Linked DNA regions of Anas platyrhynchos: region 2 is linked to region 1. Evidence: chromatin contacts called from public Hi-C data. All regions are on one chromosome and are shown on one strand. The core of a region is the stretch at or near the end of the contact, and the rest is flanking DNA. Distances in the headings are between cores, read along the strand shown.

The links. A called contact is a pair of places that touch in the nucleus more often than the background predicts.
Region 2: a contact with region 1 is called in a Hi-C map of liver, with 3 times the contacts expected there. The contact joins the promoter of LOC101804261 here to the enhancer-like site in region 1. A contact is called at or near these places in 3 of 8 Hi-C or Micro-C datasets (liver, skeletal muscle and subcutaneous adipose tissue).

What each region holds. Positions count from the first base shown.
Region 1 is chrZ:44,639,477-44,646,303 of IASCAAS_PekinDuck_T2T, forward strand. No RefSeq gene overlaps it. Among named protein-coding and RNA genes, the nearest start is that of DAPK1, 32 kb to the right of the region's middle. Within about 2 kb of position 3,730, at least 1 of the 8 cell types and tissues checked has an H3K27ac peak or open chromatin away from gene starts, as enhancers often do.
Region 2 is chrZ:44,825,341-44,831,812 of IASCAAS_PekinDuck_T2T, forward strand. It overlaps LOC101804261 (fructose-1,6-bisphosphatase isozyme 2), which reads right to left and starts at 1,891. Exons shown (of 7, transcript XM_021270706.4): 1 at 1,612-1,891. The coding sequence starts at 1,784.

The sequences.
Region 1 (6,827 bases), core at 2,480-4,979:
TGCAGCCATCAAGCCAGCTCCTTATCCACCAAATATTCCCCCTTTCAAGTGCATATCTTTCCAATTTATAGATACAGATATTGTGTGGGACTGTGTCAAAGGCCTTGCAGAAGTCCAGGTAGATGACATTGGTTGGCAAATTCTTAAAATTCTTTGAACATAATTTGCGATTTAAAATAATCTCCTTTTTTACTGTCTTACCTGCTTAATGAGAAGAGTCCTGAGAATCCAAGGCAGTAATGTACTGAGACACTGTTTAGGTTATGTCTCATAAGGAGTTGTTATATGCAGGCAATAAATAAATACATAAATAAATGAAGATTTGTTTTCCATACCTGAGTGTGAAGCCCTTTCAGTGGGAGACAATGTTACCAGACTAGTGTCCTGAACAGAGTGGATTGAGTAGACTGAGTATTTTTACAGATAATTGTGTGAGAAAAATCTCAAATAATTTTCTTCAGACAGGATCTTCTGTGAAGCTATGTGATTGCAATGGCGGGTGTCCTGCCAATTAGGAGCACATTTTAGTAAACAAATCATAACCTCTTATTCCCTATTACCTGACACCTGATCATCTCCCCTGTTTCCTCACTGGTGTAGTACTACAGCTGCACAAGCTACTCGACGCTCCTCTATACCATATATGTACAATTTTATTTCCTTCAACACTTTAATTTCTCCCTTTTCCCCTCTTCTTTACTCCTTTCTTATGTTTTGAGAACCTGTGATCTTTGTTTTACCATTCCCACACTGCTCATCCTGTTTTTCTCAAGCTTCTACCTTATTTTGGAAGAGTAAGGCCTTCTACTTAGGATTTCTCCTTGTTATGAATACACAACTGCCTTGGAATACAGAAAATTAGTTCTATACTGCAAAAACACAACTTAGTTTCTCACAATTGCTGTCATTGGATATTAATTATTAAATTAAGCTCTGATTTCCCTTTAAAAAGTTTTGTTTTTGTTTTTGTTAGATGCTGCAAATATTGGTTTTCAGATATTCTCATCCATATACTTGGAAGGAGAATCTTTTTAGTAGAAATTCACCTTTTTAATTGACACAAAAACAAACAAGCAAAAAACATGCTCTGGATTTGAATCAGAAGTTTGAAGTTTTTTACTATCTTTACCACAGGCAACTGAATTTCTGTACCTCCCAATTTCTGTGGAAAATATCATTTTGAGTTATATTCTCTTTCTTTCTCCTTCTCATGTTTAAAATCTTTTTAATTGTTCTTCCAACTTCTCTTTATCCTTAATTTATTAACCCCACTTGGCAATGTTAGTTTAGTTATTTGTTTTAGTAGCGAATACAGAACAGTATTTGGTTCATAAATCTATGTAATCAAATTTAGATTGTATTAAAAATTGTTGTTGGTTTGGTTTAATAGACTTTGGCTTAATAGACTTCACTGAAAATCAGTAGATACAGTCCAAATAGCCATATTCATCTGACAAAAAACTCAGAGCATATACAAATACAAAATACAAATTTAGCTCATGCTGGCGGGATGGCTTAGGTTTAAATGGTGACAGATGCAATAGGATTGTGGCTCTTGGCTAGAGATGTCTGGGGTCAACACAGCATAAACAGCATAAACCATATTTATGCTCAACTCTGTCTGTCTCAGTGTTTCCCTATTTGTACCAAGTAAGGTTGATGCAGAAAAATCAACGTCCAGTGATTACATATTATTCTTTGAAGTGATGGCAGAAGCTAGAATAGACATACTGTAGTGACACGCAAGATACAGAACTCATTGTTGGTGTGTACAAAAATTCAAGCCAGCTTTTCCCACCAGAGGATGTAGTCTTGTGGCCACATCTGGTGTAAATTAAGTACAGCTGGATGGAAACTTACAGAATCCCATACAGCTCACATACCCAGAGCAACAACTCTCAGCATAACAGTATTCACCTGCTTTCATGAGCAGATCTTCCTTAAAAAGAAATGCTAGCTTTGAGGAAGAACACAGGAAACTGAAACCATTATTTCCTTTGTGGCAGCTGATACCGACAACATCAGATATCCGTGCAATGCACTGTTGATTTCATGGATGTTCATCTTGTTGGTAGAGGAAGGATGTTTACTATAGGATCTTTCTCCTGCAACTTGCCTAGGACCTTGGTTGCTGGTACTTTTGTATTTTGGGAAAGCCTGTTGAGGGATTTTTTGAAACAGCAAAAATCCCATGGCTTGCTGTAGCTGAGCAAACCAAGCTACCAGGGCAACTATGAGAAGTTCCCATGACAGTGTTCCCACATCGCCCAATTGAGGAATTTAGAAAAATATTGTTACCAGCATCTGGCTTCAAGGACAAGGTCTGCGTGACTGCTAATCACAAGGGGATTGTTTTCTTGCAGGTGGGGTTGTTTTCTTCTAGTTGTTTGTCTGAGTGCTTTTGACCAATAACCTTGAGTGAGACACTATCTGCCTCTGTTAAGTTCACTATAAAAGTTAGGCTATTTGGGCAATAAAATGGAGCATGATCTGACTCTATTGGTGTCTGTCGTGCTTTCGGCCGTTCGTCCTCTAACAAAAGCCCTTTGGATCTTACATGTAGGGGCGTGTGGTACCGGTCAGGATACTTTAATATAGAAGAGAGAAAGCAGTTTAGCAGAAATCGGAACTGGATACATGTAACAGCCTGCAGGACCTTTAAAGTGAATAAGGAAAAGCACCTTACATTTCCAGGAAAAAAAAAAATAAAAAAAAAAAAAGAGAGAGATAGAAAAAAGAAAAAAAAAAAAAAAAAAGGGAAAAAAAATATCATTTAACTGAGAAGTCTCTTCTGTTTTGAAGGGAAAGCAGTACTTGAGAAGGAACAGAGCTATGTTTCTCAGGGCTGGTACTCTTACATTGTTCTGTACTCTGCAAAAATGCCTTAACAAAATATTTCTGTGAAGTAATCCCCAAGGAGAACAGTATCTGTACCTTACACTAACCTTGTAGACAATTGCACTACAGATGCTGCAGTCCTCAAAGAAAGACTGCCCAGGTGCAAGTGGAAAATGCTACAGCAATTCCATTTGTCAACATAAATCATCAGCAAAAACATGTCTTAGTAAAACAATTTCAGTAATTCTAACTGACTTTTACCCAAGATTCATTTCTCAAGGTTGTTTCAGAAGACGTTAAACAAGGCTATTTTTTTTTCTCTTCCAGTGCTGGAAAGTGTAGATTTCCAGTAATCCATGCATTAAGAAATCTGTTTACAGAGATCATTAGGAGCAAAACATGTAGGTGTTCTTGGAAAGCAGTTGTGACATACAGATATCTGTGCTATACATTTGGGTCAAAGTGTGATAGGAATTTTTAGTTTCACTGAAGTGCTAAAGAATCAGCATGAGATTTGGAAATAGACATTACTGGTTTGGTATTAAAAAAAAAAAAAAAAAAAAAGCTTATCAGAAAGGAAACAGCAAAATAATAATAATTAAAAAAATAATAATTAATTAATAATGATGATGATAACAATAATAATAAAGCCTATAAAACATTTTATCCTAGAGATATGAGACCTTACACAATAAGAAAAAAATGTGCATATATCACACATCACATATTTTATCATATCCTGTCATATACAGTATTAATTATCTGAAAGCATACTCTAGGCCATATGACCTTGCCAGCTGCCAACAGCTAGAGAGGCAATGACTCAACTCACTGATCACTCTGAGAGCAGAATCACTCCGGGAAATCCTGCACAGAGTAATACATATTAATGACCAACTCATTTTTGAGGGGGCAGCTTAGAGAACACACTTTGATGTTCTTGCCTGGGCAGAAGTCTCATTGTCACCCTGACTCAAACAAATGGAATGCACTAAGGCATGACTGACTTAGGTGGAGGGGAAGGCTGCAGTCTGAGATCTGCAGCAAAGTCTGTATTTTGAAACTGGCAACTCAAAGTTTGTGTAGCTTCAGCTGGAGACAGCTAACTAATCGGGTAACCTGAATCTTAGTTGCCAGAATTGCCATGTTTTTTTTGTTTGGTTGGTTGTTTTTTTGCTGTGAAGAAGTTGCACTTCATTAAGGAAGATACTGACCTTTGATGATCCAGTTGCATTAACATTTCCTGAAAGTTCTGTTAGCAGGGAGGTGCAATTTATTGACTTAAAAGCTGTATGGTCTGATTTGCAGTTTGACTAAAGCATTTTAGGCCACCCACTTTCACACTGTAACAGCCCAATTAGCATACCATACAATGAAGCACATAAAGAAAGACTATAACATGAAGCCAGAGAAAACAACAATGCTCTCTAAAAATATGCATGTATTGAGGAGTACAGTCCCATTGAAAAGACTGACATAATAGAAATGGACCACTCCAGTAATTTTGTGGTTTAAAAATTATTTGCACAGCATCAGGCACCATTACCGAATGCAAAAATATGTTGTCATGACATTTCAGATGTCCTTTTTCATTCTTGTACTGCCTTTTGGCCATTTAAGGAGTCTTCAGTACACAATGAAACAAAAATTATAACCTTTGGCCCATACAATAGCATACTTCACTTTGTAAATGTTATACAAATTTTCTTTGATTAACCCATACTGCAGACTTCAGAGGCAAGTAAATATTTGTATCATTTGCTGTTCAAGAATGTACAGAATCTGAGCAGGACATTTTAATTCCTAGCAAAGAGCTTTGACTCCTAGCATTTTAATTCCTAGCAGAGATCCAACTTACAGATTCAGAGTTTTTTATCCAATATGTCATGACTGGAGATCATCTGGAAGTCTTCTTACAATGCCATACTAGAGGTATTGTAGTTGTTAAATGACCAAAAAAAATTTTTTTGCATGTAAAGCACCAAATATCTGTGCAGGACTGCCTCTGACTAGCTTTAAGTCTAGATAATAAAGAGCAAAATATGAATCACAGCATCCCTATAACATACTTGTGTACTTCAGTATTTTTCTGAGCTCACAGGCATTTTAACCCATATTTTGTAAAATGAAAAAGACCTCTATCCTCTCCAAAGTTAGCAGTTATAAACAATGATTCTGTAAGAGGAAAAATGTCAGCTGCAAATAGTCCAAAATGCTCTTCACCTTCAATTGCAACCTTTATCATCAGCACATACAACTCTTCTTTTAACCTTCGCTATGCTCTGTCATGTGAAGGGAATAGGATAAACAAAAATGCCTTTATATTATGTTTCAGGAAGTTTGCAGTGAGGTTCCCCGAGGCTGTTGGCTAGCCAGTCTGGGATATTAAAAAAACAAACCACCGTGTGACACACAGAACAGATTCAATAGCTTTTGTCAGCTGTGGAACAGGCTGTGACTAAAGACTGCTACTGAGATCCTGTTGGAGGACTGGCAGAAAGTCTTTTCTTGGAGCTGGGCAGAAGCAGGAGCATTAAAGGAGGCAAAAGCCTGGGAGAGCAGCTTACAAAATGGTAGCCAAGTTGGGTTTTACTTTGTCAAACCAAGCCTTGTTTACTTCCATACTATGGCCAAGCACCATACTATGGCCAAGCACCATTCTCTGGCCATGAGGACAACAGGCAAGGCTTGGCTCCAACCCTTACAGCTAAAGCCTCTAATCCTCAGGAGTAGTTTATCTTCATCTGACGAGCCCATTGAGAACAGCTTATGCCCTGTGGTTATTCCAAGACATGCCAGGATCCTGCTTTGGAGAGGCCTAGCTGGTGTAGGCCAGAACCACACCACAGATCTCATGCCGATGTCCAGCCAGATATGCCCCCGCCTTGTCCTCTGTACTAACGGAGGGTAACATTTTGACCCAGATCCCACTCTGCAACTGCTGGATTCCAGTGCTCAGTGAATATAACACACAGAAGGATGATGTGTATGTACGGTGAATATAATATTTAGTTCTTTTTTTTTTTTTATCCTTATGTTTCCTAATTTATTTATTTTTTGAAAGTGCAAGCTAAAAAAATAAGCCTAAAAGGGTGCAACACCTACTAATCCTTCCATCTGTAACCTTTACAGTCGGAGTGAATGTCATAAAACTGGCAACAAGAGCTTTTCAAAATGTTTCCTCAGGGTAGGAACTATTTGGCTCTAAAGAGCAAAAGTGGATAACTTTCCCTGTTGAAAGACCCCAGGGCAATCTTGCACAGTTTTGATGTGTTAGACCAGAATCTTGTGGACATATACAAGCATTCAGAAGGGGGAGTGGGTTCCTTAATAATGAATCCTAGCCCTCTGACAGTGGAAATGTTTTCCTCACCTTTTAGCAGATCCCTAGGAGTAGTCCCTAGATATTCAAGGTTTATATATAGAGAGATATTTTATAATTCTATGATCAAACACTTAAACCATCCATTTGTTTAGGAATATGGGACTACACTGAACTGACTTTTCAAACTAAATTTTCTGAATTAGTAAAATTCATAAAAACAAATAAACACTCATTAATTTATCACATACCATGTGGTGGGTTTTGTTTGTTTGTTTGTTTGTTTTTGATGAAGTTGTGCTGGGAGAAGGTCCAGCAGTATTTTTCTTGAGTCACACTGTATTTGCTTTCTTCCTAAGAAGGTGTTTAGTATCTGACTGTCCTTTCTAGCTTTTCATCTGTATTACTGACTAAATAGATGCTCCCAGCCAACCTAAACAGTCAGAAGAAGATTTTTTTGTTGATGTTGATACAGAAAGGGGATATAATGTATTTCTGTATGATTCAAGAATGGACAGCAGTTGCTTTCATCTCAGGCATAAATGGAGGCACCTGTGAGAACTTCTGAAACTTGGGGCTCCAGAATACATCTTCCAAGAAAAAAAAAAAAAAATCTTAACCCATGAACTAATAGAAATGGCTTTCCAGCATTGTTGGTGGGCTTGCT
Region 2 (6,472 bases), core at 641-3,140, 180 kb after region 1:
ACAGGAATCTCCAAAATTTCATGGTTTCAGCAGCAGTTTGAACAGTACAGGTTATTTATTTGTGTGTTTGGATATTTTAGATATTTCTTGGTTGTTATCTTATATATATATATATATATATACATACATATATATATAGATATAATATCATATATATACATTATATATATCCTTTATATACATATACATAAATAAAAATAAATATATATATACCAAATATATAAATTTGGTAGAAAAAGATGTTTACTCCTTAAGATAATGGGTGTATTCCTTCTGAAGGGAAGATTCATGTAGCACTGAGGCAGTAGTAGAGTCTTGTAGGCAAGGTGGCTATTCCACCTCCAGTCTATTAAGCAGTAGTTCTCCCCACTTATGAAATAAATCAGAAGTTGTATCTTGAAAGACAAAAAATAAGTAAATGCAACATTTCCTCTAAAATGGGAAGAAAAAACAGCTCAGCTTTACCTCATAACTACAGAGACAAAAATACAACTTAAGAGTTAGCGCACAGGAACATGAGGCTGCTGCTAACTTTGGGTACGACTCTCTACAAATTACAGTCCACACCTGTAAAGTGAGTATGGTAGTACTGAGACACTGAATTTATGATTGGAAAAGATCATCGAGGGTTTTGACCAAATAGGCAGCAGAAGCGCAAAAAAAAAAACAGGGTGTTAAAGCATTTCAGTGTTTCCACAGGATGAAAAAAAATAATAATAATTAGAAAGGAGTAAATGACAAGTGTTGTCTTTCTTACATAGATATATTCCCTATCTTCTACAAATGCATGCATATGTACATGCACAGGAGTGTGCACAAATATACTTTAATACATAAACAACAACTGTATATTTTAAATACATAATTTTATTAGGAGTTTCCAGCTCCCTGAGCTGCTCCTAATAGATCACCATTAAAAGATCACCATTAAAAGGCTGATAGTGATTTATTTATTTATTTATTTCAATCTGGCTGTGTGAAGAACAGCACAAGTCATTCCAGGATTTGCTAAGGTAAATTTTTGCTTTCTAAACCACTACATGCCAAATTATTTTGTTTGCTTTTCATATAAGACCTTTTAAATCTCCCCATCTGTAACGCTGACACTGGTTGAGGAGGGAGGGGTAAATGTACCCATGAAGGATAGCATATGCCATTTCTTGCAGGGTTGTTGCTTCGGAGCATGACTTACACTGCAGTCAGGCAGAACATCAGCTTCCCAAGGCAAGCCAAGATCTGTTTGCACCACTCAGCACCGTGCTTGGCTGTTAGCAGAAAATATCACGGTGCATTTTCCTGCAGATTCACAGTAAATTTAAAAATACATCAGTATCAACCTTTAAGAGGTGAATGGCGCCCTGAAGTCCTGACTCGTGTTTTAGCAGTAAAATATTGCAGAACAGCAGCTTGCCTAAGCTTCTACCTAGTGCTCAATACTGGAGTGCTCCTGAGAGATCTCCACTTCCCGCTCCTGGCAACCCATGTCCTGACCTCCGCCTGCCTGCAGCCTCTTGCAATGCAGTTAAACATCCCTACCCTCTTCCCAGCCTTGCACTGCAAGCAGGAGCCTCTCCACCTCATGTCCTCCCCGTACGTCTCAGCAGGACTCACATGTGGGCAAGGCCCGCCTTTCTGACTGCCGAGGAAATGGCCTTTATGGCAGTCAGCATGGAGTTGAGCAGCTGTGTCAGCTCCCCGGTGGCTCCTTTGACTCGCCGTCCCTTTTCCATGACAAACCGCGTGAGGGTCAGCATATCTGTTTCGAAGGGGGTTTTGTCGGACATTTTTGCTGGGTACCAGTGTCCCTATGCTCTCGGCTGGGTTGGGCGCTTTCTTGCTGTGTTGAGATGCCGGGCAGCTGTTTTATTTTGAGGGGAAGCTACTGGCTGCACTGCCAGCCAGAGTTTATTAAAATGCTTCCAGGACCATGTGATGGGGTGCTCAGAATAGCTGCTCACGGACTGGCTCTGCGGCTCCTCCGGGATGCAGGAAGGGAGCCCGGGACAGGGAGCATGGCTGAGAGAGCAGAGCTGCCTCTCCGCTGCCCTGCCCACAGCTACAATTCCTGGTGCCCAGATCTATCGACACACCCTCATGGTACATTAGGCTGCTTTTAATGCAAAGCTCTTGTTTAGCCACGTGGCTAAAAACTGCTTTCCCAGAGACACTGCTCAGCAGCAGGCTCAACATCACGAAGTGTGAAAAGCAATGTACAATTTGCAGCTGCTCTGCGTCTAAAGTGAGAAGACTATTTAGCCACCTAATACAGTGGTGTGGAGGTTAATTCAACAACCACAGAAAATATTTCAGCCAGGGCCAGGCCTTGTCTACACCAAGATTTTTTGCATGATGACTTACAAAATGAGTGCACTGAGCATCTAGGCAGGCATCTATTAAAGATGCTTTATATTGCTGCTGCAAACCCATTTTAATAACTTCATTCCCAGTCTGGGCTACTTGTAATATTATACTGTTTGCATAGAAAAGTACTCGTTGAGCTATGGCTTGTTTGCTTACAAAGTAATTAAACCTTCAATAATCTACAAATGAAGCTTATTTGATTTTAGCATGTCTGTGTCATAAATGAAATTTTAAGTCAGGGTTGTTATGGTAGTGCACCATGTACAGAAAACACTGCACAGGAAACATTTGGTCTTTCAGGAGGCACATCCTTACTGTGCAGGTTATGGAGAGATGGCACAGGCTGCCCACATCAGCAGCACAGTCTTCTCCTTGGAAAGATGCAAAAGCCACCTGGAAAAGTGGCCCTGGGCAGCCTGCTCTGGGTGGCCCTGCTTGGGCAGGGGTTGGGCCAGGTGGGCTCTGGAGGTCCTTTCCAATCTCACATATCCTGTGTGTCTGTGATTGTTTGTAAGTGTAGGTATGTCTTAGTTTGCAATTATATTACAAGTAATACTGCCATAATTTCTTTACAAGCTATATCTTGTATCACATGGCACTAACATGAAGGCAAAAGAAATACCAGTGAACTAAGTACAGGTTATTAGCTGCAATATAGAAACTACAGATTTAAATTGCAGCACTACCCTCCCACTCAGAAGAGGCTATAAGAACAATCATATGTTGTAGTCTTCGTTTTACTCATTAGCAGCACTCTCTTGTTTTTAAGATAAAGATCTGGAAAGCCCACAAGTACAATAAGAAAATCTGGAGCTAAATCCAAAAAGTTGCACTGAGTTTCACCATTATCATTCATTGAACTCAAAAACTGGACTAAAATCGTGCCAGGGAGAACGAAAGCTAAATTCAGCAACAAAACATACACCAAGCTTTCTTTTTGTTAATATTAACTGCAGCTATAAGCAGAGTTCTGACATCCCTTTGCACTACTTTTTTTTTAAAGTAATTTATCATTTATCTGGATTTTCCTAAAAGTATCTCTTCCCCTATGTAAGATATGTTACTTGGAGATTTGTAAAAGGGATTTGAATGCAAAGGTTTTCTGCTTTGAAATCAGCCTCAAGCAAAACTGTCAGGGGCTGACAGCACTGAATACTAGCAAAAAGCGGAAGGACACAGTTCGGTGCTGCTCATATCCTGTGTGCTTAGCTTTGGGGATGTTTTTCAACTCTCACTGTAAGGACAAGGACTTGTGAGCAGAGTTCCCCAGGAGGACTAACAGACAGACGTTCTACTCCATCCTCAAAGGCAGAGAAAGGAAAACAAACAAACAAACACATGATAATATTTCTTTTTCTCATTCTTGTGATCTAGTTAAATGTCTATGATGCCATTCCTATCATGGTAAAATATTCCAGAGCACTTTTTGCCATGATAAGAGCATTTTCTTCTTTCAAGTGACTTTGTCCCAAACCAAAATATAACATACTTAGTGAGCTGTGGGATAGCTCATGGTAAAGCTATTAATAAAAGAAGGGAACAGGATCCACATTATACATGCAAACAGATCTGCTGGCTTAAAATACAGACATTACATTCTGTATATTATTTCATCACTGTAGTAGTTCTCAGCCTGAATAGTACTAAAACGCTTTTAATTCAAAATCTCTCTGCTGTGTAGCTAGAATGTTGTTGGGATACCCAATCAACTTAGCAAATAAGAACTGGGGGGAATAGGAGGGGGTGGATGTACTATGGTTTCTAACATTTGTCAAAAACATCACGTGCAGACCTTCTTTACTATTGATTCCAAGTGATCTTTTACACTGGTCAAAATGACAAAGTTCAGAACCACTTCTAGCACAAAGTTTGTTTTGGAGTTAGTTGTTCAAAGGGTGTTCTCAGAACTAATAAGGCCATTATTTGCCTCCTCTCTCTCTCTTTTTATTTTTCTTTTTTTTTTTTTTTTTTTTTTTTTTAAACTGAAAAATTCACAAATGCTTTCTACAGGTAGTGGACAGTTTTTAATAGGTACTGTTTTTAATAGTACCTTAAGCTACTGCTCAGTCACACTCCTTCAGTAAGAAATGAACTCATACAAGTATGTGAAGAATACAGACTCAACAGACAGGCCTTCCAGAAACATTCCTTATTCTGTCTGATCTCAGTCAAGATAAACTTTTGATAAATACCATGGAGGTTTCACTGAGTGGTAAAACCTTACAATTAAACACAATATATTATTATTATTCTATAGGTAGGAGGGAGAGAAATAAATTGGTTTTAAAACAGCATGGTGGCTATAAGCCTCAGTGACAGCCAGTAAAATGGGCTGGGATATGATAGAAAGGATACAAAAACAAACAAACAAACAAACAAACACACAAACAAAACAATTTGACAGATCTGCAGGAGATTTCTCCTCCAATACAATAATTACACAAGAGCTCTCAAGGCTGATTCATGCTGCCATTGGTGTATAGGCTAGCCCTGTGCCGTAAAGGTGACACCTCTTCTAACTCCTTCTAAATGTTAGTCGTTTGGATGGCACTGGCTGAAATTAGAGCCAGTGACCTTTCACCAAATGCCACAGTTCAGCATCTGAGCAGGGCAAGAGGTAGCACGTGAGCTGAAGATGGACACTGTGTCAAGGCGAACTTTTTTGCCCAACTGTGATAATCCTGGCTAGCTATGGAAAGAAACTGCATGGTGAGCTGATGGAGGGGTTCTCCCTGTAAGTGGCTGTATGGGAAGCCCTTTTACACATGGGTGCATGTAGGACAGATAGACAGGAAAAACAAAACAAAACAATAAAGCCAACAACAAAAAACCCTCATAACATAAAAAACACGATCTATGAAATGTCAACCCACAGGCAAAACCAAAACACTGGTAACTGACCTAGCATATGCAGGCCGTATTGCCTTTCTTTCTATAACCTTTCCATGATGCCAGTATGTTGTCTTAAAAATAGATATATGCAGCCCAAAGATTCCTGGAGAGGCTGAGGGTAGAGTACAGCTAAGGAATTACTATAGCTAGATTAAAGTGTCTGCTGTTAGATACTGCCTGTCTGTTAAATTGGGCCTGCAGACGGAAGAGATACAGCGGTCCAAATGGGGATATGGAAAGCCAGAAAAGAACTGGAAGGGCTTCAAACTCTATTCTAATTAGTGTATTAATAAAAAGCTGCCCAGATATGGCTTTGAGGACAGATCAAATTAAAAACTTAAGGGTCTAAAGAAGTTCTGCACTGCAAAAAAAAGTCACATGCTTTGCTCTACAGGTAGCATGCAGAACCTCAAGGGGTTTAGAGTCCTTCCTAGCACCATGCCTGCTGTGCTGACCTTGGAGCCTTTTAAAATGCTACTGGCCATTTGCTAGAGCAAGCCAAGTGGGAAATGCTGGGGACAGGGCCACACTTTTTCCATGGGAAGTGTCTCAGCATGGGAGGCAGCACCTCCAGCCACCCCTAGCACCTTCACTCATTGTCAAAAATGGACAGAGACTTGCTCTTCCTCTTGAAATCACAATGAGAAGATAAAATAGATGCAAGGATGGAGGTTGGGTTTTTGTTTTGTTTTGTTTTTCTTTTACAAAAGCGAGGGCATGGCTATACCCCACCCCAGTGGCTGGTGTCTCACCTGACCAGGCAGAGGGAGCAGCCCTGGTTGTAGCACAAGCAAGAATGGCCTGTGAGGAAAAGCCCAGGGCACAGGAATCCCAGCTGTCCCACTACCTGGCCCACGGACCCCAAGCCCTCTCCCACACGATGGCCTGCTTGTTTCCAGACCACAGCTTGACCTGTGGAGGAGCGTGGGGCAACGCAGGGCCTGACACGGGCCTTCACGGCTTTGGAAGCTAGAGCATGAGCAGAGGAAGATCTGAGTGGAGATATTCAGGATTTTTCAGACACTATAAGGCATCTGCAGGTCTGGACTGATCCAGAAAGCTTGTGAATTGTGGCCATGCACTATACACAGACAGGTGGATGGCCCATCTAGCTTGCAAGCACCAATGTTGTGTTCCCAGCAGCATGCTCTGAATCAGCACATTAAATGTCAGTGTGCTTTCTGGGAATCTTTGCAACTTGCTTCTGCTTGTGCAGCAC